4 separate regions of the Ovis aries genome follow, and all the other regions are linked to region 1. The links are chromatin contacts, called in public Hi-C maps. All regions are on one chromosome and are shown on one strand. Each heading gives the region's core, a stretch centred on a gene start, on an enhancer-like site or on the middle of the called end of the contact. The rest is flanking DNA. Distances are from core to core; before and after follow the strand shown.

Evidence for each region. A called contact is a pair of places that touch in the nucleus more often than the background predicts.
Region 2: a Hi-C map of liver shows a contact between it and region 1, with 2.3 times the contacts expected there. The contact joins the promoter of ZNF142 here to the promoter of CTDSP1 in region 1. A contact is called at or near these places in 4 of 16 Hi-C or Micro-C datasets (hypothalamus, liver, muscle and 1 more).
Region 3: a Hi-C map of mixed tissues shows a contact between it and region 1, with 4 times the contacts expected there. The contact joins the promoter of LOC101108811 here to the promoter of CTDSP1 in region 1. A contact is called at or near these places in 3 of 16 Hi-C or Micro-C datasets (hypothalamus, liver and mixed tissues).
Region 4: a Hi-C map of liver shows a contact between it and region 1, with 7 times the contacts expected there. The contact joins the promoter of CNOT9 here to the promoter of CTDSP1 in region 1. A contact is called at or near these places in 5 of 16 Hi-C or Micro-C datasets (hypothalamus, liver, muscle and 1 more).

Annotation. Positions count from the first base shown.
Region 1 is chr2:220,414,448-220,417,407 of ARS-UI_Ramb_v3.0, reverse strand. CTDSP1 (CTD small phosphatase 1) reads right to left here and starts at 1,446. Exons shown (of 7, transcript XM_012146099.4): 1 at 1,144-1,446. The coding sequence starts at 1,210.
Region 2 is chr2:220,629,140-220,632,099 of ARS-UI_Ramb_v3.0, reverse strand. ZNF142 (zinc finger protein 142) reads left to right here and starts at 1,443. Exons shown (of 9, transcript XM_060411279.1): 1 at 1,443-1,563; 2 at 1,731-2,960. It overlaps LOC101111607 (mitochondrial chaperone BCS1), which reads right to left and starts at 1,253. Exons shown (of 8, transcript XM_027965189.3): 1 at 1,135-1,253. The coding sequence starts at 1,186.
Region 3 is chr2:220,226,486-220,229,445 of ARS-UI_Ramb_v3.0, reverse strand. It overlaps LOC101108811 (C-X-C chemokine receptor type 2), which reads left to right and starts at 1,374. Exons shown (of 2, transcript XM_042244218.2): 1 at 1,374-2,960.
Region 4 is chr2:220,543,418-220,546,377 of ARS-UI_Ramb_v3.0, reverse strand. It overlaps CNOT9 (CCR4-NOT transcription complex subunit 9), which reads right to left and starts at 1,443. Exons shown (of 8, transcript XM_004004926.6): 1 at 1,282-1,443. The coding sequence starts at 1,305. USP37 (ubiquitin specific peptidase 37) reads left to right here and starts at 1,908. Exons shown (of 24, transcript XM_060411307.1): 1 at 1,908-2,072.

The sequences.
Region 1 (2,960 bases), core at 197-2,696:
GGTGTTTTCTCGTCCCAACAGTTTCCATCTCTGCTGGGGGAGCAGTGCATACGAGCACCTACTGACACCCACCGGACCTGAGCAGGCCCTGGTCAGTGGGGCCCCTACAAAAGAGGGCTGGGGCTTGGGGCCCTGGGGCCCACTCCCGCCCTCCTTCCACTCTCCACCTCCAGAGGTCCAAAGTCCTCCCTGAAGCTGGGCCCAGACACAAGGGGTGGGGGCTTGAATCTAGTGTCCTGCGGCCATCTACTGGCCCCTCCTCCTCCGCCCCGACCCGGACCTCCAACCTCGATCCCGCTAATAGACTGGCCCACCCTCCACCCGACCCCCTATCCAACCCCCCACCCCCGACCCCGGACGGAGCTAGGTCCCGGCCACAAGTGGACAGACCTGGAAGAACTTCCTAGCCTCTTAAGTCCACACGAGGACAGGGAGGGGCAGACCCCCTAGACCAGAACCATCAGGCCCGGGGTGCCCGGCCCAGGCTGGCAGCATCTCGGGTCGCTGCGTGTATGCACAGACACGGCGCCCACCGGCTCGGGGAGCCAAGTGCGCGATCCGATCACGCGTCTCCTGCGGGCGCGCGGGCGATCCTTAGAAGTGGTTGTCTCTCTCCGCGCCTCCACGCGGGACGTGGAAGTTTGTGGGGAACGTGGCCCTGCGTTAGCGGGAGATCTTTCCAACCCTCCCCAGCCCGCTGTCACCTCTGCGCCCCCTCCCGCGACCCAGCCAGACCGCGGCCCGGAGGGGGCGGAGTCTCAGCTGGTGGCCTGAAGGCGCCCTCTTCAGCCCCCCCATCTCCCAGCCCCCTTGGCGCCAATGGGGGAGTAGTGGGGGGGGGGTACGACTCTTCGGCCTCGCGCACACCCAGTCTGGGAAACCTGGAGGGCGCCCCGTGCTCCACCCCTGCCTCAGTTTCCCCACCTCAAGCAGACCGAAGCGCCCCAAAAGGCGCCAGGCCCCGCCCCGGGTCTCCGAGTTTCTGCAAGTTCAAACTCTCACCCAGCTCCCCCTCCGGTTGGAAGCTTCGGGTCCCGCCAAGGCGGGCGCCCCGGGCGGCGGCGGCAACTGTCGCCCTCGAGAGGGTCCCGGCCCCCTCCTCTTTGCGGCGCCGGGTCTAAGCGGGTCTAAGCGCCCCAGTACCTTTGCTCCGTAGCGGGCTCCGCGCTTCCTCCTTGCTGATCTGAGTAATGACTGCCGAGCTGTCCATGGGGCCGGGCGCGCTCCGCTCCGGCCGGACTCTGGCCCGGGAGCCCGGCCTCCCCCCCGGCTCGGGCCGGAATCGGGGCGCGGGGGGGAGGGGAGGGGTGGGAGGGAGGGATCCCCGCGAGCTTCGGAGGGGAGGGGAGCCAGGTTCTAAGGGGGAGGGGGAGGGAGGGGGCGCGGAGGAAACTTTGTTACAACATGGAGTTTCCTCCCCGCGAGGCGGATGCAAACATGGAACCCGGGCGCCGTTTCAAGGCTCCCCCTTAAAAGGGCAACGGCTTCAGCGTGACCTGGACTCGGCCGGGGCTTTCATCACTTGAGGGGCCGGCGCTGCTCGGCGGCCAGGGAGGCGGGCCCGGCCAGGTTCCTGCCGCGCTCCCGGCGGCGCCGCCTCCTTTCCCGCCGCCCGCCAGCCAGCCAGCCAGCCAGCCCGCCAGCGAAGCCAAGCCTCTGCGGCTGCGTGGCAGGGCCGGCATCCCGGCCCACGGTTCTCCGCGCTGAGCGGCCCGGGACTAGGGCCCGCCCGGGGCGCCCGCGTCCGCGCCCGGGAGTGCCCCGAGGCAGCGCGACTCCACCTCTGAACATTCCAAAGGTCGGGGACTGGCAGCTTCTCGGTCTTCTCATTTGGGAAATGGGGATAACACCATCTGGTCTGAAAAGTGGGTCTTCTCTCCAGTGGTCGCAGGGGAAGTCGTGAGCGTGCAAAGCCTCTGCTGCACTTCCAAACGACTGTGCCGATCCACACCATTAGGTCCCTAAGCGGACCGTGACCTACCCGCAGTCTCGGCCCCTTTCCCCTAAACCCGGAGCTGTAGGGTGCAGAAGTTCCAGCTGTCCGCCCCGGGGTGCCCCTGCCGACCTCTCCTCACCGGGCGCCCGGCCACGTCCACTCCCCATGCCCACCCCAGCCACCTGGTTTTCTTGCCTGAAGCCGAGGGCCTCCACGCCTCAGGGCCTTTATACGTGCTGTTCGTTCTGCCTGAATAGGCTTCCTACCGCTTCGCATAGATAAATCCCACCGACCTCGAAGAAATGAAACCCTCCTTTTTCCCAGGCCCCCTCCTCTGCTTCCCACCCGCCGGCCCCTCTGTGGGGAGGGGAAATCAGGCCGCGGCCCCACACAGTGGGACTCGATGCCGGACCATGGGGACCACGGACATCCACTGGCACACCCGCTCCACTCGGGTCCGTACAGACTTCCCCCGGGCGCGGGGCTCGCGTTTCCACGCGGATTCTTCGCGAGCAAAACTCCCGTGTGCTGCGCGGTGAGGTTTGCGGGCGGGGTTTGTTTTCCTGTCTATGAAGTTCCTTATACTTGTCGTTACTGTTTTGTGTTCACATTTTTAAAATATTAATAACGCCAAGGCTTGATAAACGCGCCCCAGCACTTCCTTCCCCCGCGGGCGGGGCGGGCGCGTCGTGTCCCATCCGGCAGCCCGGTGAGAGCGCGGCGCGCTTTCTCCCGGCCAGGCAGAGAGGGGGCCCGGGAGGGAGAGGCCCCGCGCGGGCGGCGGGTCGCGAGCAGAACTGGCCCCAAGGCGCATTCGCTTTGGGCCTGGGGTCCAGGGCGGGGTGGGGAGGTGGTCGGGGGCTGTGGATCCTCTGGACAGCACGACTTGCCTTCTGCTTTTAGTTAGAATAATCGCCAACGTGCTGCGAGCACTTAGGTCTGGGTCCGGCTGTGGCTGCGCCCCTCATCTCAATGAACGACTTCTTTAAAAACCCGTTTTACAGATAAAGAAACTGAGTCCCGA
Region 2 (2,960 bases), core at 194-2,693, 210 kb before region 1:
TATTACAATGTGCTTCAATATCCTTCGTGGGGTGGGGCTGGTGTTGGACCCAAGGGATGAGACTCTGAGCCACTTGTCCCATTTTGCCTTTCATTATCCTGTTTCATACCAGTGTCCTGCCAGACAACTATTCTGGAGATTCCTTAAATTTGACTGAATGATACAACTTTCAGGATAATAGACGGACAGCATTTTTGCGGTTCCTGGGACCAGTTGAGATAGGGGCCCACTGGCCAGAATGAGCAGGGGATGAAGTTACTCTCTTCTGTCAACCTGTCAATATCCTCATGCCTTGCTATCACGTATCATGTCTTTCAGGTATCCTCTCATCTATTTCACATGTTCATGTCCTGTTAGCCCTTTTATTACCTCCCATCTAAACTGTCTCTTCGAAATTAATTTTAATTCTTGAAGTGGTATCTTAGTGGATCTCCACTTTGGTCATGCTTCACCAGACTGCTATACAGGGGTCGAGATTTTTCCTCATAAGGCTCTGCTTCAACGCCATTAGTTTCCCTACTCCAACACCTCCAATGATTGGCTCTCAACAAGTCCCTGAATTAGGTGAAAACGCCTCTGCCTCTACAACACGGGGCCAACGTACCTCTAATGGCTTAGTTCCCAATATTCTCTGTTGAACAAATAAACAAGCCTCCTTCCTCCTTGACTCAGAATGCCCATTTTATTTCCCCCAATCTCTATAGAGTTCAAATCCCGCCCATCTGCTACCTTCTCCACGGAGATTCCCCCGAATTCCACTCCCCGCCCCGCAATAAAATGTGATTGGGCCTGATTCTAAGCTGTAAGATCCCGGAGGGGTAGGAGGTCAAATCATTTCTAGCACACTTCACCCGACCCCCCGCCGGTTTGCTTTATGCCGGCACGCAGTGCGGTGAACTGACAGCAGTGACCTCTGCTGAAGCTCAGAACAGGATCCAGAATTCCAAAATTCCTATGCGTGGAAGGCCACAGACAAAGCCCTTTCCGCTCCTGGTCCTTGTCGGACGCCCAGAAGCCTCCTCCCGAACCCCCTCCACACCCCAGTTCGCGCCTCCAGCAGCCTGGTTTGCAGCAATCGGTCACTCCTCCCCCTTACCGCCATGACTCTCTGGCCCTTCCTCTCGATGGTCTCACCCCTCGGCTCTTCGGGCACTCTCCACTTGGCTTCGCCCCCGAGTTCTTTCATCTACTTCCCGTCACACCTACCGAGACGACCACACCACTCTGCTCCACAACTCTCGATGGTACTCTCTGGGCTTCAGGGCCAGGGGAGGTGGGGGCTGGGTGGGGAAAAGATAGGAAGAACCATAGAGAAAGTACTCCACCAGCCTCACAAAGAAAGAGAGAGCGGCCTCCATATGCCGCGGTCCTGGAGGCTTCTGGGCCGGAGGCGGTCGCACAAAGAGAGTCCCGGGAGGCCACTCCAGCCGCTGGACGACCATAGAGATGAGGCTCCTGCCCGCCTAGGGCTGGAGGTAAGCCGGAGGCTGCGGGGCGGGAACTAATAGGGAGTGCGGGCGGAGCAGGCCGGAGGCAAAAGTTTCTGAAACCGCAGAATGAGAGGTAGGCCTGGGCGATGGGAAAGCTCGGGAGAAGTGCAGAAGGGAGCGCGGCGACGAACGAGGCCCCGGCGCATCAGCTCACCACTGCCGGCGTCATTGCTGTGGACCCCACCCGGTTACACGCTGCCTCTCCTTAGGACAGTAAGCATGACGATGCTCCCTCCTTAGCCTCGCAGGTTACAAGACGGTTTTCCCGTTTGCCGGCAATTGTGATTCCCGCTCCCGCCCAACGATGTGGAGGCTGTCTTCGCCTCCACTTTACAAACAGGAAAGCTGACATCCCGGGAAGCGAGGGAACTACAATCTGCCGAAGGCCACGCAGTGAGTAGAGCCCACAGGCGAGTGGAAATCGGATGCCTTGGTCCCCAGACTCGATCTCACCCTTTCCCCAGGCCTTCTCTCTGCCTTAATGTGTCCTTTCTCTTCCTCGGTACCGCTGCCCCGAAGATAACCTCATTTCTTCTCTTGTGCCCACCTGTGTCCCACCTCACTCGGCCTTCCAGCGGCTGACGGTTCTCAGTCTAGACGGCACCCCTTGGCTCACCGTTAAGGCAATTATTACTGGAGCTGGAAGATTCCTTAGAGCAGCGATAAGTGGAGTCAGTGGTTTCCAGAGAACCCTCTGAGGGCGGAAGTGCGCTGCTCTACCACCTTCTAAATTTCCCTAATCTGAGGCTTTGAGTTGCAGAATTCTCATGTACAAAATGATTTTCTAGCCCTAGGCATCCCTTACCTGACCTTCATGGCTCAGTTTCATGGAGTGATTATACTATCATCCTTAATTCCTAATTACTCAGCGCAAACTAATTTTAGCAGTGTATAACAGGATATGCAATTTAGTTGACATTCACTTCTGAGTTGAGTTCCAGTGTTCAATATTAGGTCATAGTCAATGAATGAGAAATTTCTCCAGATGTGTTACTTTATACATAAGGCGCCTCTGGTTTGTTATCTTAGTAGAAGCCTAGCCTTGCATCTCTGTGTCTGCGGTTCTTAACTGTGTGTGAGTGTGTGCTTAGTCGTGTCCAACTCTTTGTGACCACATGGACTGTGGCCCGTCAGGCTCCTCTGTCCTTGAAATTTCCCAGGCAAGCATACTGGAATGGGTTGCCATTTCCTACGCCAGGGGATCTTCCCGATGCAGGGATCAAACTTGTGTCTCTTGTATCTCCTGCATTGGCAGGCAGATTCTTTACCACTGCATCACAGTTCTTCATTAGAATCCCTTGTCTGACTTGCATAGGCTGTTGTGGTTTATGTTCAGTGACGTGATAACTTCAGTAAAATCCACTCAGAAAGCTCCAAGTCCAGGGAGGGAGACTGACAAGTAAACAATAGTGCAGTATGACATGTTTCTGGTAGAGCTATGTACGAGGTGCCATGAGGACCCTAGAGAGA
Region 3 (2,960 bases), core at 125-2,624, 190 kb after region 1:
TACCTTTTCCCTAGATGATTAATAGGAGACATGTCTGCTCTCTCCAGGGACTACCCCATCTTCAAGTCCTTTCTAGTCTAGGCATCAGGTCGCAACTGGTCAACACCTGTAAAAGCAAAGCATGGGTAGCCCCAGGCAGGGCAATTGTCTGCTTACACTTCCTGCTATTACTTATAAAGGATAAGAGAACCCAGGAGGAAAGCATGACTTAGTTTAAGAAATATGCTTGCCAGGGGCAGAATTGTAGGCACCAGTGCCATGCTACATTCGGCATGCATGGTAGAGGCAGAACATAGATTAGCACCAACTTTAAACAGTAGCAGGTAGTTTGGAAAGGACAGACAGTCCAGCTCGGCTATAAGCAAGTGCAGCTTTCAGGCACAGCTTATATAGACTCTGTTCCTTAAAGTGATAGGCACCCTGAGTCGCAGGAAGAGGATGGGGGAGGACCCACGACACATCAATCCAAGGAGATATGACTGATGTTGTTTACCCTATAACCATTGAGTAACCACTTACTCTGTATCCTGGCAGAGGCTCTGAAGGTGAATTGGCGTGGTCTCTAGCAGCCCACGGTCTGGTGGGGCAGACTGACTTGTAAATTCATCGTTACAGGACAATAAGGTTCCTGTTATAAGGAAGAAGTGACTGAAGTACCAGAGGTAAAGGTAAGGGACAGACATTAGCTGCTGGGAGCAGCTAAGGCAGGTTCCCAGAGATGCCATCCGTCAAGACTGAGAGCCGGGAGAATGACATTACCACCACTCCTCCACTCACTACCATCGGCCCCAGCTCTGCTGGGCTCCCTGTGGTCCAGCCAGACTCCAGGAGTGGCCCCCAGACTCAGGGCCATTCTAATCAAGCAGTTCTTCATTGGTGGTGGAGGAGGATTAGTTCTTCCTCCGAAGAGCCATCAACATCTCCATCCCAGAGGAGTCTAGAGTTTAAGTAAACACTGTGTGTTTGCTGTCCAAACACTACTCAGTCTTCGACCTCCTTCCTACTGGGTTGTCCTCTAGCCGTCAACCCCACCCCGCTGGTGGAGGGCTCCTACAAGGCCCTCCCATATGGACTGCTAGAATCTGTACTATATAAAGTCAAGTTCTTTCCCTTTATTCGGGTCAGACAATTTGGAAGCTTTCAAATGGAAATAAAAGCAAGAAAAGGAAGAGAATGACAATAGCCATCCACAGAGTGGAGAATTCAGATAATGGATCCTTAACTCCATCTTCACCCTGGGTTCCCCTGCTTGGACACAGGGACCCTGGGAGTCTCTGATACTCTGTGACCCCCTGATTTAACCTGTTCTCCAAATATAGACATGGGCAGGGCCCAGGGAGGAGCTGTGCTGTGAAGAGGCTTCCCTATTCTTTATTCATCAAGTTTCCTCTCAGTGTTAAGGCACTCTGGTCTCTGAGTTCCAGGCTCTTACGGTTGGACATACATGGTTGGTGACTCAGGTAGGAAGCAATCTCTGATTGCCAGGACTTTTTCTGGGGCAGGGTGACTTAGTCTGACTATATTTTGGAAAATGCATCTGCTTGTCTGGGACCTGTGATTTGTACTCCATTGACTCCCTGCCTCCTTTCTCATGACCATGTATTCAGTTCTGTTTTTATACATGGCTACAGATGGTGCCCTTTCCCAATAAAATCTCTTGTTTTGTCAGCACATGTGTCTCCTCAGACAATTCATTTCCGAGTGTTAGACAAGAGCCCAGTTTCGGGACCTGGAAGGGGTCCACCTTCCTGCAACAAATGGCGACTCTGGCGGGGACTCTTCTTTGCTGAGACTGATATCCTGACCACTCGGGGTACTCAGGGGCCAGCTTGCCTGCCAGTGGACCAGACCCAGTGGCCGCAGCTGGGACCCCTTTTGTCCCTGGTCTCCTCCTGATGCAGACAACTGGCCAGAATGCCCCGACCAGTAAGAAACAAGAGGCTTTATTGACCTCTCTCCCCTTCCCTCTCTCTTTCCTCTCCTTAACCTTTCCTATCCTTCCCTGTTTTTCTAGTCCCCCGGTCCTAGATGCAGGAATCTGGTTGAAGGGTCCTCAGCCTGAGCTGAGGATTGGAGACTGATCATCTCCTCTTGGCAGAGAACTCGAATTCTGGTTCTGGTCTGGTCTGATTTCTGGTAGGGCCGAGTTTCAGTCCTCCCTTCTCTGGAGGCCCAGGAAAAGTCCCATAACGCCTGGGTATCTGTAGGTGGCAGGAGACGTCTGTAAGGCCACCCCTTTCGCCCCTCCTCTCCCGCCTCCTCCCCCTTCTTCTTTCAACCTGGCTTCCTTTCCTCCATTGAAATCTTTGATGTTAGTACTTGGATCTGAAGTTCTGTGTCTCTATAAGAGGTTTTCTGAGAGACTGTATTCTTGAATTTAAGGGCATCCCTGGTGGTGCAGAGGTTAAAGTGTCTGCCTGCCATGTGGGAGACCTGGGTTCGATCCCTGGGTCGGGAAGATCCCCTGGAGAAGGAAATGGCAACCCACTCCAGTATTCTTGCCTGGAGAATCCCATGGACAGAGGAGCTTGGTGGGCTACAGTCCACGGGTCGCAGAGTCGGACACAACTGAGTGACTTCACTTTCACAGATGGTGACCAGGGGGCCACAGTTTTCTCACCTTCACCTTTCATACCTCTTCTCTCCTTTTAAAAATATTTATTTATTAAAAAAAATTTTTTTTGGCTGCGCTGGTTTTTGTTGCTGCACAGGGGCTTTCTCTTGTTGCAGAGAGTGGGGGCTACTCTCTAGTTGAGGTGCACGGGTTCTAGGCACACAGGCTTCAGTAGCTGTGGAACAGGGGCTTAGTAGCTGCAGCTTGCAGGCCCGAGCATGGGCTCAGTGGTAGTTGTGGCTCATGGGCTTAATTGCTCCGTGGTATGTGGTATCTTCCTGGAGCAGGGATCAAGCCTGTGTCTCCTACATTGGCAGACAGATTCTAGACCACTGTGCCACCTGGG
Region 4 (2,960 bases), core at 194-2,693, 130 kb before region 1:
ATGTCATTTTACCTGGAAATGCAACTTCAGTATATTATTCTCTCTTTAAGCCACTTCGCCTTGATGCAACTGAAAAAAGTTGGATAAGCATTCCGAAGAGTATGCTCAAATCACATGATACTGTCTGCCCATCACAGCTATTTGCTCTCAGTGGTCACTGCCCTCATCAATACCCCGGCATTCAGCAAAAATATTTGAGCCCTTACTTGGTGCCAGGAACTGTCCTGGCACTGAAGTAGTCATATAAACAGGATCTACATGATCCCTGTCCCTGACCTCAAAAGGGGGACAAATAAGAAGTAAATGAATCAAAACTTGGTTAAAGCTTAAGTAGAAAAGTTGGAACGGCGGCCAGTTGTAGCTGGAGCCTGCAAAGCAATGTGATGAGACTGAAAACAGGGGTAAGGAACATTAACGCTCAGGGAGGGCCTTGTAGGCAATGCAAAGTGTTTGGGTTTTATCTCAACAAAACGGGAAACCTCAGGATTACTTTAGCTAGGTTGTGTGTTTGTCGCTCAGTCGTGTCCACCTCTGTGCGACCCCACGGACTGTACGTAGCCTGCCAGGCTCCTCAGTCCATGGGATTTTCCAGGCAAGAATACTGGACTGGGTTGTCATCTCCTTCTCCAGGGGACCTTCCCGACCCAGGGATCGAACCCAGGTCTCCCGCATTGCAGGCAGACTCTACCCTCTGAGCCACAGTGCATGGTTATTAGGAGTTTACACTGTTTTTCTTGATCAAAGATCACGCTGGTAAAAAGAGATGTATGAAAAAAGGTTTTAAACGCAGAGAACCGTAAGTCAGACATCCTAACTAGTCACTTGTTCAGGTCTCGGATTTTGTATCTGTAGAGCAAGTGGTTTAAGCTAGAGGCCGTTTCCTCCCCGCCGCGATGTGCCTAGGCAGGGAGGGTCAGATGCACCTCGGAAGTCCCCTCGTCCCCGCCAACGCCAAGCACGCAAACGGCGGCCTAAAACTGTTGGTAGAGCAATGAATCAATGAATGGCCCCCCTGGGCCGCAAGGGAGGCGCTCCAGCCGCGCGACCAGGCCCCGGGGCCGGAAAAGAACGCGCTACACCGAGCCAGAGGCCGCGAGAGCCGGCCGGCAGGGAGAGTGAGGGCAGGCTCCGTCACAGCCAAGCTCAGCGAGGAGGGGGGCCGGGTCTTCGCGGGTTGAGGGCTGGAGGACTCTTAGCCTGCCACACGGAGCTAGGAGAAAAGGCCGAAACGCGGGGTTGAGGAGAGGTCTGGGGCCCAGGCTGGGCGGCCCAGTCACTTACCGCAGCCGTCGCCAGACTGTGCATGTTGGGAGAGGACGCCGCTCTCCTCCCACTGCCGGACGCGCCAAGCCGCGTCCCAGCTTCAGCGCCTCAGCCGCCGAAGATGATGACACGCCGCAGCCGCCATCCGCCTCCGGCTCGCTCCGCCCCCTCCGCAGCCCTCTGACCTTTCACCTCTGACCCCGCCCACACAACCTCTTCCCGCCCCACCCCCCCCAGCTCCTGGAGTTAATCCTCGAGTCTGTTTTGCCCCTGAAATTTCAAGACCGGAAGGACACCCGCCTCCTGCTAGTCTCCCCCATCCCCAGCTTGGAGCTGGTATCTCCAGAGAAGGGCGTGAACTCTGACCTTCCTCCGGAGGCCAGTGAAGGGCGGGAAAAACCGGGCAGACCGGGAGGACAACAGTGCGCATGCCCAACTGGACTCTGTAGGAGGGAAATGGTAGGAAGGCGAAAAGTGCGTGAAGTAGAGAGTGCGCGTGCGTACTACGGTCCGGGCAGGGGCGGGGCTACCTCGGCGTGATTTCGCCCGGTACTGGGGCGGAGAGAGGGCGTAGAAAGGGCGGAGTTTCCAGGCTTGCGCGCACGCGCTACTCCTGGTCGCGTCGGGTGTGCGTGCGTGCGTGCGTGTTTGCGTGTGGTCACAGTTCCCGCCATCAGCCGCTCTCCCTAACTGGGGGACTGAGCGGCCCCTCTCCGTGCCCGGCGTCCCTTCCTTCGCGACCCCCAGCTCCTCCCTCTCCACGCGGACTCCGTGCTTCCGGCAGGCCTGTCCAAAGCTCCGACTCGCAGGTACAGGTAAGGCGGGCCCGGCGAGCGTCTCAACGGAGCCGTTTTACCCTGCCCCCCCCCGCCCCTCACTTCTCGCCCCGTGCGGTCCGCCCACTCGGCGTTCACTCTTTTGGAGTTCACCGGCTGCGGTTCAGCCCACCCCCGTTCCCGCGACGCCCTCTGTCGCCTCACAGGTACTCCACTTGTGTGTTCCCCTAGGCTTTTCCTCTCCTTTGACCGGGTCTTTACTGTCACTCGCTGCCCCCCGTGACCCAAACCTGGCCCCTCTTTGCTGGGGGCTGTTGTTGTCCGTCACTCGCCCTTTAGCGAGGCCTGCTATCTCTTCAGGTGACTTCCGTTGCCGCATGTCCATCGGGCCTTGGGATATGATACTGTTTCACTTTCTTGGCTATTCTTCACCTCTCTCCTAGTCATCTTTCACTCAAAGGCATAGATTATATTTTTTTTCGTGCCTTTGGTTGTTCCCCATCTCTAGCCATCAAATCAGGTTGTCAGGTTTACCTATTTTAGGTCATGATCTGTGAAAGGAAATAATAATTTATGACAAAATCCTCTGTCTAGAAAGTTGGTCTGTGGGTGGTTTTGTAATCCTTTCAAAATTTAGGCTCTGTGTAAATGCCTCTTGGGGGTGGCAGTGTCTGACATGCCTCTAACTGGAAGAGCTGTCTGAACAGAGGATGTCAAGTAGGCAATTGGATTATACTGGGGTTGGAGCTTAGTTGTAAGCTGGGTGTATAGATAAATGTGTGTGTGTGTGTATGTATATAGACATCACCTATATATAGTTGATAGTAATTGAAGTAATTGATAGTAATTGAAGCCATGGATGTGGATGAAATTGCCTGAGGAGAGTGCATTGCTAAAAAGGAAAGGGACCTAGGATGGAGC